2 separate regions of the Sus scrofa genome follow, and region 1 is linked to region 2. The links are chromatin contacts, called in public HiChIP or PLAC-seq maps. All regions are on one chromosome and are shown on one strand. The core of a region is the stretch at or near the end of the contact, and the rest is flanking DNA. Distances in the headings are between cores, read along the strand shown.

Region 1 (7,050 bases), core at 2,060-4,559, 76 kb before region 2:
GATGTTATAGGTTGAGAGGACTGCACATTCCTCAAACTCTTGTTGGATTCCTTGTAGACAAGAAGAAGAAAAGAGGGTAAAGGAATTCCAATTTATTCAGCACCTTCCATGGGCCAGGTGATTGATTTTAGTATACTCTCTGACAACCTGAGGTTCAGAATAATTTATTAATTCATTAAAATCAATCTGTATCAGTACTGTGGATGCAAAGATGGATGAAATATGGTGGATACTCTGGGAGAACTCTTAGTAGAGTAGGGTAACAAATCCTACAAACAAATAAAAGCAATGTAATATTGGCTATTCACATAAATTCAAATATTTAGAAGATGCTAAGGAAACATGATAATGGAAACCATGAGTTGTGCTGGGAGGACCAAGGAAAACTTCATGAAGGAGCTAGTTTTTGAACTGGGCTCTGAAGGAAGAATAAGCTTCCTCCTATAGACATAAAAGTGGGAAAGCCCTTCCAGGAAGAGGCCCTACCCAATGCAAAGGCCTGGGCCTGGATAGAACACATCCTTTTAGGGAGCAAAATTCCTGACTGCAAAGATGCTAAGGAAAAATGAAGTTGAAGTTGTAATCAGGAGTCATGAGATGGAGCCTAATTTGTCATGGTTTGCAACTCTCAAGTCCTATCTAGTCCTATCTAGAGAGTCAGTAAAGGATTTAAGGTAAGGAAGTCTCACCAAATTGTGTTTTCTAAAAAACACAAAGTTGTTGGTGCCTTGGAGTAACTGGAAGAGGAGTGAGCTTGGAGAAAAGCTGAACTAATGCAAAAACATTGGAAATGTTCCCAGAGAGGGGCCCAGTTAATTTTTTTTTTTTTTTTGTCTTTTGTCTTTTTGTCTTTTGTTGTTGTTGTTGCTGTTGTTGCTATTTCTTGGGCGCTCCACGCATATGGAGTTCCAGCTAGGTGAATCGAGCTGTAGCCGCCACTACGCCAGAGCACAGCAACGCAGATCCGAGCCGCGTCTGCAACCACACCACAGCTCACGGCAACGCCAGATCGTTAACCCACTGAGCAGGCAGGACGAACCGCACCTCATGTTCTAGTCGATCGTTAACCATGCGCCACGACGGGAACTCCGGCCCAGTTAATTTTTACCATAATGTAAAATTAAAGATGAATGACATTTTTGTAATAGTATAAGATGGAAGAAAGAACATGAATACATTTTATAAGTCTTTTATTTTTTCCAAAGCACAGAAGTACTATCAACCAATGAGACATACATCAATAAAGTACAATTTTAACATAGTAAATGTGATGCATATGTAATTATTTGTAATGAAATAGTCAAAACTTTAAAAAGATACAGTATAAGCATCTATAAACCTTAGCAGAACTGTGCATATTTAAAAAAAAACTAAATGATGAGTTTATATTCAAAGAGCTCAAATATGTTTACAAAATTTTCAGAATATAGATCATTGTTAAGTTTGCCTTTACTCTTAAAAGACTAGTAATAAGGAATTTACCTAGTTCCTAGCTTTTTCATCAATCCCAAACATATACTTAGTGGCTAGAAAGATAATACTCCTAATAAAATAGTTAATAAATACCATATAAAATCAAAGTTTAATGAATAAGTCATGACATTATGCCATACAAAGAAGACATCAAATGTCTAAATTTATCAGAAAATAATATGTTGGTCCTTACAGAACTCATACATTTAGAAATTCTAAATAAGGAAATATATTCTACACAGATAGCTGTATAATACACCCAGTTTTTTAATGCAATATAATTTAAAGAGCTTCCCAGGGTCAAGGCTAAGGACAGTTCTCTTCTCCCCCACTCCCCCTGCCAAACAATACTAAAGCGGTTCCTATTTCATGACAGAGTGAGGGTATACAGCATTCTAATGAAATATCATTCACACATCAAATCTATGGCTTTTTCCATAGTACTATACAAAGTATATTCTAGAACTACAATAGTCACCTTGAAAGATTAACAACCCAGTGATTCTTGACTTACAGTTTAGTCAACTGCTAAATATTTCAGTAGCATAGCAGATGAAATAACAGCAAATAAGGAGCAGGAAAGGGTATGCTAACCACTTTGTAAATTGAGCAGAAAGCTGCAGGATCATAGTTTCCCTCCTCCCACCCCTCTCTCCTAGTGGGGAATTCACCTAGAAACCTAACTCAGAGAAAATCAGCCCTTGCTTTCTGTCTTCACTGGGTCCAGAGATCTCCAGAAAACTCTTCTGCTGAAGAACTGGGCGATTTTTTTCCAATGCATGATCCTTTCTCTTAATTTTTCTTTTTCCCACTGTTGAGAAAAGAATGATATCAATTAAACCCAATTGCCACACACCTGTCTACCCCAACCTGTTTCCAAAGCAGAGTTTAGAATCAATCAAATCAAAAGCAAAGGGTGGATTCCAGGACTATACAAACAAAAAACACATCTCAATAATGAGTTCTGTGTAATTTTCTAGGCAATCACACATGAGATTGGTGATAAGGATTTTCCCAGGACATTCTAGAACAATTTCCCACTCTTCTCCCGACCATCCTTTTTATACTAAGCATGTCCTAGAATGTGTAGCCAAATCCCACGCATAGAATAAAGACCATGTGAAATCCACACTCCAAGAGAGATTAAGAAAACCAAAAAGATCAAAGTGATAGGTACCTGTCCAACATTTTCTGGACGATTTTCTTGATCAGAGGAGCTTTTGGGTCCAGACAGACTTCCTTTCCATTCTTCAGGGTGGCTCTGCAGAAAGAAAAAAAAGATGCCTCTGTGAGCTGAAGGGGCTGAAGACCCAGGCTGGGGGCAGTGGGGAAGGGCGGGGGGGGGGTCTTTCCTTTTTGCCAAGGTCACAGTGCACAGAGCCGCGCACAAGGACTTACATCACTTCTGCCTTGGAGCACTGCGGTCCTGCGGGGATCACCTGCAGATCACTGATCATCTTGGGATGAATCCCGGGTGTGGTGGTTAAACACATGCAACGTAGCTCTCTCACTACAGCCGCCTCGGCCGCCTCGATAGGACTAGCTGGGGTAGAAAGAGGGACACTGTTATACGCAGGCTGCTTGGAAAAACTCTTCCCCAGCCAGCCCGCCTGGGACACTTCCCCGCTCCTGCCGAGAGCCGCCCGGAACCCTCCCGGGGTGCATCCCGCTGGCTGTGCGCTCTCACCGCTGGCAAGGGGCCCCGACGGCGTCAGGAGCAGCATCGCCAGCACTGCGCACAGCAAGCCGGAAGGGCTGGGAACGCGGGTAGCGCGACTGGTTAGGAGTCTCATAGTGGCGAAGAGAGCGCAGCGAGAGGAGTTCAGGAGGAGGGAGAAGGCGCGGAGATTTGAAGCTCCAGAGAGCGTGGACTTCGAGTCCTCAGCATCCCTTTTATCTGCACTCGCCCCTTCCTCGGGGCAGGAAACCCAACCTTTGGGATGCTTGGGAAATTCCCTGGACTGAGGGGGGCGGAGGAAGGGGGCTGGGTAGTAGGGATGGAGGTGGGTGGCTGGGAGGAGCTGAGCTGCTCGCACCCCTGACTCCGGGATGACCTTGCTTGCCGGCGCTGGAAGGAGTTCCTACTGGAGGTGAGGAACAGTCTAGCCAGCCCCGGCTGGTGAAAGCCAGCCTCTCCTGGGGGACAGTCTTCTTAGAAGTGCCTTTCATCTCTATGTAAAGAGGAAAACTGGAAATAAAGTAGCTGAGACGTTTGACTTTAGAAAAATTTCTAAATGTCCTTTGTAATTATTATTATTATCATTATTACTGTTTTCATTTATAATGATATTGTCATTATTAATCGGGAAATGTAAGCCATGATTAAAACTGCACTAAACTGAAAGACTTTCTGGCTCCTGCTTGCAGGCAGACCGTTCTAGTTTTCTTAATTATTTTATAATTCTCTGAACTTCAGCCAGTCTTAGAAGCTAAGAGAACATGAGTGTTTCTACTCTCACTTGAAGTCAATGGCAGGAACAGGGCTACAAAATCAAGTCTCTTGCTGGAAATCTTATACTTAGTTTTGCAAATATGTGTGTCAAGGTGGTTTAAGGAAAACAAAAATCATGCAGCCGCAGATTGCCGTGGGAAAGGATGCCTTACTTTCTGCAGTTCAGTGCACCATGGAATCTGAACAGGTATGGTCTTGGCTGGGGTGGGATAGGGTGGGGTGAGTACCCCCTGAAGCAGTGCAGAAGAGCCTAGCCTGTCTTAGCTATGGCTCCAGACTCTAGCCAGGTGTGTAATTGACTTACTTTGGAGACGCTGTGGAGTGTGATGAGTTTGAGGGGCTCATATGGAACTTTGGGTCTAGGAACTTGAATCAATTTGGCACCAAAACAGCATCCACTCTGACTTCACTCAAACAACCTCATAAGAGGGAAGGGTGACTCACACACAAGCTTCTGGAACCATCCAGCTTCATGATCAGCAGTGTGACCAAGCCTGTTTCCACAGTCCTGCTCTAGTCCAAGTGAATTCAGAGCTGACCCCTGAAGCTGAGGGGTGAGGTAGCTTCCAGCTTCCTCGATCTCTCTCTTCTCTGTGGAATTAGTTAGAACTCTGAAGTTTTAATGGCTAGATCTTCCATGTATCTGGTTTCATGACTAGCATGAGTATGATATTGGTATTTCATGTAGGCTTTCTTTCATGGAAATCTAACTAGATCTGATTCTGGACCTTTCTCAAGACTCTTGTGTTCAACAGTAGGCCAGCCAAAGCAATGGGTAAACATGGCAATCAGAAACTAGTCATGAAGCAAAATTCTTTTCCTTATCCCCTCTGACCCTGGGAGATTTTCTTAACTCCTCCATACATCTTCCTTGTCAGGAGAGCACCTCCACTGGTGAGCAAGGAGGAGGTGTCCTACACCTTTAGACCTTGTCATCTGGAAGAAAACTTAAGAAATTCCCTAGTTGAGGAAGGCTGAGAAATTTGGCCTCACCATGTGGGAAGTTAAACAGGAAGTTGTCTCTGCTGTACAGCTTCCTAGTACCATCAGCATCACACCTGATAATGAATTCAATGCTTCATCCTTCTGGGGAGTGGTGATCTGAGGAAGCAGCCTTCAGGTTTACTATATTGTCTTTCTAGACATTATCATGTTTCGAAAGACAAAAACCTCACTGATGTAGATAAAACTTTTAAAACGTGGCTAAGCATCTTGGGCAATTAAGTTCAACTTAACCACAGGAAAGAAACCACAGTATAGACTTTGTGAGGGAGAAAAGTTTAATGACTCAATGGGTTGTTGAGTTTATGTGTGTGTGTGTGTATTTAGGTTTCAAATAAGCTGTTTTACATATAAAGAACATATGAATTAGTTTGGGCACCAAATGGTAAGATCAGAGAAAGATCATGAAATGTGATTTCCAGTTCCTCCAGACACCATTGCAGATGTGTGTGCTTCACCTGGTTTGCACTCAGGATCAACTTACCTTGGGCTGTAAAGCTAAATATTTTTACACCTGACAAACAGGTAATAGGAAGTCCCCACTAGAAATGGGCTGTTGGGCTGCCCAGCCTAATCAGGAAGCAGTGTGTAACTTAACCTGAGTTCTTATTGAAATCATTATGGCTCATGGCCCATGCCTGGCTCCTGTCTAGGCATCCTTGCTGTAGAACTTGTGAAAGACAGGTAGGAATGTGGATGGACCAAAGTCTCACTGCCGTTGACAATGACAACACTGAATACCATAGGAGACAGTGCTCTTCAAAAGTAATTGCTTCTTTATTGCAAATCTAAAGGTAAGCCATTTGCCTTGCTTGCACTGTGTCCAGGTTGTAGAGAAAGACACTTTGCTATTTTTGTCCCAAAGTATAATAAAGCGATCCACAAAATGACATCCTGATAGCCTGAAAGGTTGAGTGTCAAGAGCAATCCAAATTTAGTCATGATACCACAGAGTAATGTAAGAGGAATTAAAGCCTTCTTGATGGCTTACAGCTTTCAAAACTCTTTCATGTTCATGGTCTTTTGAGCCTCATATTGAGTCTTTCAGGCAGGTGAAAATCATTTTCTTACCCTCATTTTTCAGCTAGGGAAAGAAAAGAAGGCCAGAGAAAGAGTTAAGTAGTAGAAAATCCAAGATTGGTAGTCAAGCACTAACGACTGCTCCAAGAAATTTTTAATGGTTTCCAGATTACTAACCACTTTCTTCACAGTTCTGGCAAATACCCCATAACTATTCATATCTGGTTAACCACTTTATTGCTCAACAATCATATTTTAAGCTGTTGAAATCCTTAGTCTTTCTACTCCTGGCCTTTGAGGTCACAATGATGTCAAATATCCAAGAGGCTTTCGGGTTAGCCAGCCTAAAATTTTCACCTGCTTTCTAAACCTCTCTCTTTAAGACCAGTGCAAAGTCCTATTTCGCCTTAGAAGTTTTATTCTGACAAAGATGATTGAAATGTAGTCCTCCTGCCTTCAGTCTTTTAATATATTTATAAAAGCTATCTCCTAAGACAGAATTAATTATGAATTATTTTGTAATTTTGCATTTGTCTCTCTCAAATCAACTATAAACTTTAAAATAAGCAGTGATAGCTTGTATTTCTCACATGAACGCCCATAAATTCCAAGTCCAGTAGCAAGCAGTCTACGAACATTTGATGACAATTAATGATAACTTTTTGTTTTGTGGTGTTTTTTAAATTACAGGTGGATCTTAAAGTTGAGGAGGAAAGAATAGAAGGTTCACTCTCATTCACACCTGATCTCAACTATGTTGAATTGGCTTTTCCCTGTGTTAGGCATTGTTTCTTGGTTATTCTTCGGGATCGTTCAGGTGATATTTTCAGTCTTTGGAATCCAAACTATTCAAAAACATGTTCAAATAGCATATTTGATATTAAAAGAAAAAACACATCACTAAAATAGCAACAAAAATGTATATTTTATGTGACTTAGAGATTGCTGGAGATGAGTGATAACGGAAAATTCTGATTAGGTTCTATTGCGTTGAACGTCAAAATGTGGGAACATTACTTTAAATTGATCTCTTCCAACAAATCAAAGAAGCCTTTCATTATTTGATGTGAGTTAGGCCTTTTCAAATAATTTTCAAAGTTTTT
Region 2 (6,599 bases), core at 1,785-4,284:
ATAAATAATAAGAAATGACTTTATTGATATTGCCTGGTGAATTTTTGCTGTTTTGAAAAAACTAGTCCTAATTTAAAATTCACGTCATTCAATACAGCACTGCATAACAAAGCTTGCAGTCATAAAACAAGACTAGGAGTTTCAAAAGTAGGATAACTAGTTCAAATAAAATTTCAGATAAATAATAATGTACTTAACTGGGTATTCTGTTCGTTTAACAATTTGCCAAATCTGGCAACTCTGATCATAATACAATGACCTTGATAAAAATAGTTCCATAATACACCACTTAATATGTAAAATAAATAGAAATTCACTACTATCATGAGACTATCCTATCAACAATGCTTCTTTTCCATTTCTCCAAATTCATGCACAAACATTACTCTATTTGATACTAAAATAAATATATAAATAATAAATAAGTGAATAAATTACACTTGAAAATATTTTACATGACTGTCAATCAAAGTTAAAGTACATCCACATGTCCTCAAGGTAGGATGGGGGCTGAAGCTTTTTCTCCAGTTTGGGGATAAAGAAGAAACTGAGGTGCAGTTGAGCAGAGACTTGTGAATGCTGGCCAGCAGCCTAGGGTTGCAAGATTTAATAATATTAATAATTATAATAACAAAAAGCCAAAACAGGATTTCCAGCTAAATTTGAATTTACAGCAAACAACGAAGAATTTTTAAAATGTTAGTATAGAACAACGTGCATGGGACACTGGAAATAATTCATTGTTTTACTTAATATTCAAATATAACTGGGCATCCTGTGATTTCTCTGGCAACCCTATGTCTGACCAGCACAGGAATGAGGCATAGATGTAGATTTGATTGAAGTTGTGTTGGCATCTTTACTGAGAAATTCTTGGGAGCCACGGAGAATGGGTTTTTGCTTGTTGTTGTTACTGCTGTTGTTGTTGCTTCTCAGTTCTAAAAATAAATGAAATTTTTAAAAAAGTTAAAAACGAACGGTACTTAAATAAGGAGGAATGTACGCTCTTGAAAATATATCTAATATAGATATTAATAGGGTCTTAGATATTTATGTGTTAGAAATACCCTATATTTTCAACTATAAATAGAGAGGTTAAATAAGTTGTCATCTAAACACTTCTGAGATTGAGAGGGAGACATACTACTGATCCAGGGCAAGACGCTTGCCCATACTTTCTGGATGCATTACCTCCCAATTACAAGTACAAGAAGCTCACTGTTGCTGCTAATTTCTTTGTTTGTTTGTTTTTCATCAAAGAGGCAGATACTTAAAAGAGAAAATTTGCAGCAGCAGCTGGAAATTTATAAGCTAACTTTTACTGTATGTCACAAGATAAATAATCAAAATTTTTAAAAAACTTACCTCTTCAAAAATATCTGTACAACCTTCTGCACCCACTTTTCCTTGGGGTCCAGGCAGACCTCTTTTCCATTGACAAGCTTAACACTGAAATGAGAGAGATAACAGTTAAAATCAATATTTAAGGGTTTCCAACATCCTTTTGCCATTCAGGTCATGGTTCCTTAAGTACAGGCATAAAATCTAAGCCCAAGCCAATTTTTAGCTATGAGTCATGGAAGGGGCCATATTTAAATGCCATGCAGACAAAGAATTTTTCCTTTTTGTTTTGCTCACTATGAATTGATAGTTCTTAGAACTTTGTTGGTTTCTTCCACCTCCCCCAATTCTAGGTTTGCTAGAGTGAAATATCTAATCACTTTTGAAATTACTTACATGATTTCTGAATTTTCACAGTGGGGTCCACTCTCAATCACTCTCAGTTCCTTGATAAATTTGGGGTGGAAAGGTGTGGAATGCGTATTTATGCACTGGCATCGAAGTTCTGCACTTACTCTTGCCAGAACTGCAGCTGTGGGCAAAAAAAGGCAATTAAGGATTAATTTCATCAAGAGGCTTTATGCTCATTAATTCCAGTGTGGTCATTTGATGACTATGCATTTGGTAAAAATCACATCTTTAGCAAACTTAGTCCTGAAATTGATGGCTAGATAGTCTCCTAGCCCCTGATCTCAGTTTTCTCTTTGTTTTAAGAAGAGTCATTCTTGACAATCCTGAATGACATAAAGACTTTGAGTTGTCTTTAGGCAATGCTGACATCATCACAGTACTTTTTCCTCCTACTTGATATGGCATAATCTTCTGGGATACCACAGTGCTATTGATGTTAGGCAAGCTAAGATCCACCAATAAGGAAATACCTTCAGGAAGAATTAATAGAGAAAGATGGGAGTGGCACAGAGATTGTCCTATATCTTAACAAAATCCTTAATGCATAAAAGAATATATATATATATATATATATATATATACACATACACACACTGTTTAAATGAATACTGAAAGAAATACAGTATGATATGTAAAAATACATACAGTATATATATATATCATTAGATATATCATAATAATTTTAAACTATATTTCTTTCATCAGAGGGATCCCAATAGAGTTTATAATCTGTCAAGATATGTTTAAGCCAAAGAACCATTGATAGTTGTCTGAAGTTTGTCAATGAAATAGTAGATGGAGCCAAATTACCTGCGTTACCTTACTCAATAGTTAATTTAGGGACCTCTTATTGTGGCCTCCGATAAGATATACTCTAATGTTAAATATATTCATGCTATAGAGTATGAATGATAGGAATAGAACATGTATTATAAATCAACTTTATACTTTTCTAAATATCGTTCTGATGTCATCTAAAAATTTAACATTCAATTTTTATTTAAGGAAAGAAAACCATCCTTGGTTTTCTTTCCTTAAATAAAAAAGATGTTTATCAAGGCCTTTGCGATCATCTTGCTATCTGAGGACCACATTTAGACACAGGAACACTCTATACATCAGAAATATTGCTTACCCTCACAGAGAGCTGCAGAAAGCAGGAAAACTGCCAAGAAGGCAACAGCCAGTTTGGAAGTCATGTTGACACGAGCTGTTTTCTTTCTAGTCTCTTCCTGGCTCTGGTCCTAGGAGCTTGTGAGCTCTGCTGTCCCAGGGGACTTGTGCTGGATGGAGAGCTCCTGTGGCTTTTTATACCATCTCAAGAGTAGGGAACATGTGCGCCCTCATGCTTACATCATGTCAGAGGAAATTCCACACTACGCAACCATCCCCCCGCCCTTTGAGAGCAGACCTGAGTCATCTGACTCCTCTAATGATTGGTTTCTTATCATGTTTTCAGCAGCATTGAGCTTCTTACCTGATCTTTCAAAGAATTTAATTGTTTTGATTTTGTTAAAAAGCATGTCTCTTTTAACACGTTTTAAAATATTGTTTAAGATGCTTCAGTTTTTCCTAGTTTGAACCCTATTGTCAATTGCCATCTTTTGTATTTGTAAGTAGCTTTATCATGGTACTATCTGGCAGCTGTTAGAGGACTATCATTTGTGATTATTCTTTTATGGCACAATTACTTCTTTAGGTAAATTAGATGAGCTGTAATAGTAGAGAAGGTAATCTAGGTAATCACTTTTACTGGGGACATAATTTACCAGAAGTCCATTTCTAAGCATTTGGGAAAGTATCCAGGAGAGATTACTGCTCTCAAAGAGCATGTTAACAACTTTTCAAAAGATTCGGTTTTCTAATGTTTAACAGAGTGAAAGGGCACACCTTTCAGTTCAGTTCCACAAATACTTCTCAAGCAACTTCTGAGTAGTGTGGGAATCTAGAGATGGGTAAGACTATGCACTTGTTTTTAAGGAGGTTGATCTAATAGAAAATGAAAGCAGCATAAAGACCAGAATATATTACAGAACAAACAAGTGATACCAAGATATTGATTCCAACGAGAATATGAGGATAGAATAGTGCGTGAACATTTTGAGCAAGGTACGGAGGACTTTAACAGAAGAGGATGAAGAGAACAAGAATATTTAGGTGGGGACATGATTCAAAGATACTCAGGTGGTAAAATGAAGAATTGTTTATGCTCCAGGATGTGGTTCACTGAGGCTACTTGGTTGGAGGGGATGAGGCAGCACGTAATAGGAAGGTAAGCAGCGTGTGCTTAGTGGAAAGTGCATTTGGGTTTAAACCCTGATTCAGCCACCTAGTTTTTGTGTGGCTTTTAGGTTTCCTGAGTTCCAGTTTATATCTATAAAACGGGTTTAATAGCATCCACCTATCTCATAAAGTTAATCTACATAAATTTCTTAGATTAAATGTTAAACAGGTGAATTTCCATTTACTCTAAGAGCTATGGCTTGATTTCTCATTTTTGTCAGATGATTGACTTCAAAGCTACAAAAAAGGAGTTCCCATTGTGGCTCAGTGGTAATGAGGATGTGCGTTCGATCCCTGGCCTCACTCGGTGGGTGGGTTAAGGATCCAGCATTGTGTGAGCTGTGGTGTAGGTCACAGATGCAGCTCCAATTTGACCCCTAGCCTGGGAGCTTGCATATGCCACAGGTGCAGCCCTAAAAGGACAAAAGCAAACAAACAAAACAAAAAAAACTACAAAGATATTCCACCAACAATTATTTTCCTAAAAATCTTATTTGCCTTAGAGAATTCTTGACGAAAGATTGGTTTCTGAAATACCTAGTCGAGCCATTATTACAGCACATAATACAACAATATAATAAATAGAATAAGTAGAGTCATGAGTTGCTAAAATTTAAAACTCCGGATTAAAATGAGGTTGTATTAGAGTTCAAACTGCCCTTTCAGGTTGAAAATCTGTAGTAAAGAGAGTCTTAAAATCAATGGAATTTCACAATGCTTGAGGAAATAATTAGTTTAAATACCAGTATAGGATTTAAATTAAATTATTTGACATAGGCAAAAAGACAAAAAAGAAGATAAACAGCATTAAAAAATTATTTGACAAAAAATATTGAAAATTAAACCAGGAGTTATGATGTTCCAGAATATGAATATTTATGGTTTGGGGGGAAAACTTCCTTTGCTGAAAGACTTGTTTGGTGACCCCAGCTAACTTCTTAAATATCACTTTAATTTACTGGATGTCAGGGACTGTTGTGTGTACGTTTATTAATCCTCACGACAATAGAATAAGTAGTGAAGTCCTCATCTTACAGGTGAGGAATCTCAATCATGTCTCCAAGTTCATATATCTAACCAGTGGTGGAGCTGTTGTTTCCAAAACTTACTAGTTTTAGTCTTGGTCTAAAAGCACATTCACAAAGGCGAGTTGAAAGGACTTTTCTTCAGAACACTAGGACACAGAGCTGTCTTTGTATGATTTAATGAAGTTTCTGACTTCATCTTCTTGAGTCCTCAGAGATTAGTCAGGACTTCCTTGAGAAAGAGACACTAAGGAAGGGAGCTTACAAATAGTAAAATCTGGACACCTCTGGGCAAGTACATAATTTAGAAAGAATTCCACTTGATTCAGCTTCTTTCCCAGGGAGCTTGAGGAAGCACTGAGCTTGTGCACATAATCGTGTGAGGAAGGGCAATGCCAAGTTTAAGTATTTTCCAAAGAGGTTATTTGGTTTCTGAACAGCCATGTTTCTTTTTCTTCCTCCAACCAATATAAGACTTGAAGACAAAATAGTACCTTACATCAACCTCTGTAGCAAAGTAAGCATTTATCACATGTAATGCAGTTCTTACTGTTTTTAAATCTCTACTGTTTTTGGTAGATCTTGGTGGTTCACTTGTTTATTTAATATATGTTGAATATCTGCTAATGCTGGTCTTGTAGTAGGAGATGTGAAAACTCTATAAATACAATAGAGTCTCTCACTTCAAAGAGTTTGCAGCCTAATGTAGAATATGGACAATTAGTTATAATAAATTAATACACATGCACCACAGTGATGAATGTTATAATGCAGAAAATGACAAGAAGCTCGGGGAGCAAACAAGCAGGACCTCTGATGCAGTTTTGATGAATGGGGTTGTCTGAAGAAACAACTACAAAATTGTAACCAAGTGTTAGTGATGAGTAGGAGCAAGACCAATGGGGTGGGGAGAAGGGGTGACTGCTTTGTTAATGGAAGGGAAGCAGGTAGAAGATAATGAGATGTAAGAGAACACATCCAACTGGATTCCTGAAATTGTTGAGTATTATATGAAAAATACGTATAGAAGTGAGGAGAGGAAAAGTTGGAGCCAGAAATGTAAGCAAAACCTGAATTTTAAAGAAAATTCCCAGTCTCTTTGTTTCAATAATGTTGGTTTGTTCAGTAAATGCCTGGTGTGGGAGAACTACATTTTTTTTTTAAGTTTACCAATCAAAAAGTAAAGATGTATTAAGACAACAAATTGCTTAAAGCTTACATCTAGCTGATTGTTTTCCTTCTAATTATAGAGCTTTTTTCTTTATGCCTAAATATTCAAATTCACTTTTGTGTGTTTAAAAAATACTATTGATATACACAGAGGATTGAGTATTGTTTCCAAGTTCTATCTCCCAATCAATGAAGATTTGGGGTTGGAGTTTAAAGGACGGGATTGGAGGAAAAGGCTGGTTTTGGAACAGGCATTTATTATGGTCTTGGTGCTGAAGATCAGCCTGTCCTCAATGTGAAAAAAAAATTCAACGTGATTGGCTACTTAGAGTCATTTCTTTTTTAGATTTATGATACAAAAGTTTTAGA

The links. HiChIP or PLAC-seq counts read pairs in DNA pulled down with a chosen protein or histone mark.
Region 1: a contact with region 2 is called in an H3K27ac HiChIP or PLAC-seq map of alveolar macrophages, with 3 times the contacts expected there. The contact joins the promoter of AMCF-II here to the promoter of CXCL8 in region 2. A contact is called at or near these places in 2 of 47 Hi-C or Micro-C datasets (embryonic fibroblasts and retroperitoneal adipose tissue) and 1 of 2 datasets of contacts at active chromatin or transcription factors (alveolar macrophages).

The regions. Positions count from the first base shown.
Region 1 is chr8:70,004,484-70,011,533 of Sscrofa11.1, reverse strand. It overlaps AMCF-II (alveolar macrophage-derived chemotactic factor-II), which reads right to left and starts at 3,309. Exons shown (of 4, transcript NM_213876.1): 1 at 3,161-3,309; 2 at 2,872-3,016; 3 at 2,651-2,734; 4 at 1,174-2,284. The coding sequence starts at 3,266. The coding sequence ends at 2,266.
Region 2 is chr8:69,929,081-69,935,679 of Sscrofa11.1, reverse strand. It overlaps CXCL8 (C-X-C motif chemokine ligand 8), which reads right to left and starts at 3,034. Exons shown (of 4, transcript NM_213867.1): 1 at 2,888-3,034; 2 at 1,738-1,873; 3 at 1,366-1,449; 4 at 1-938. The coding sequence starts at 2,951. The coding sequence ends at 911. It overlaps LOC106504691 (a long non-coding RNA gene), which reads left to right and starts at 3,555. Exons shown (of 4, transcript XR_002346702.1): 1 at 3,555-4,024.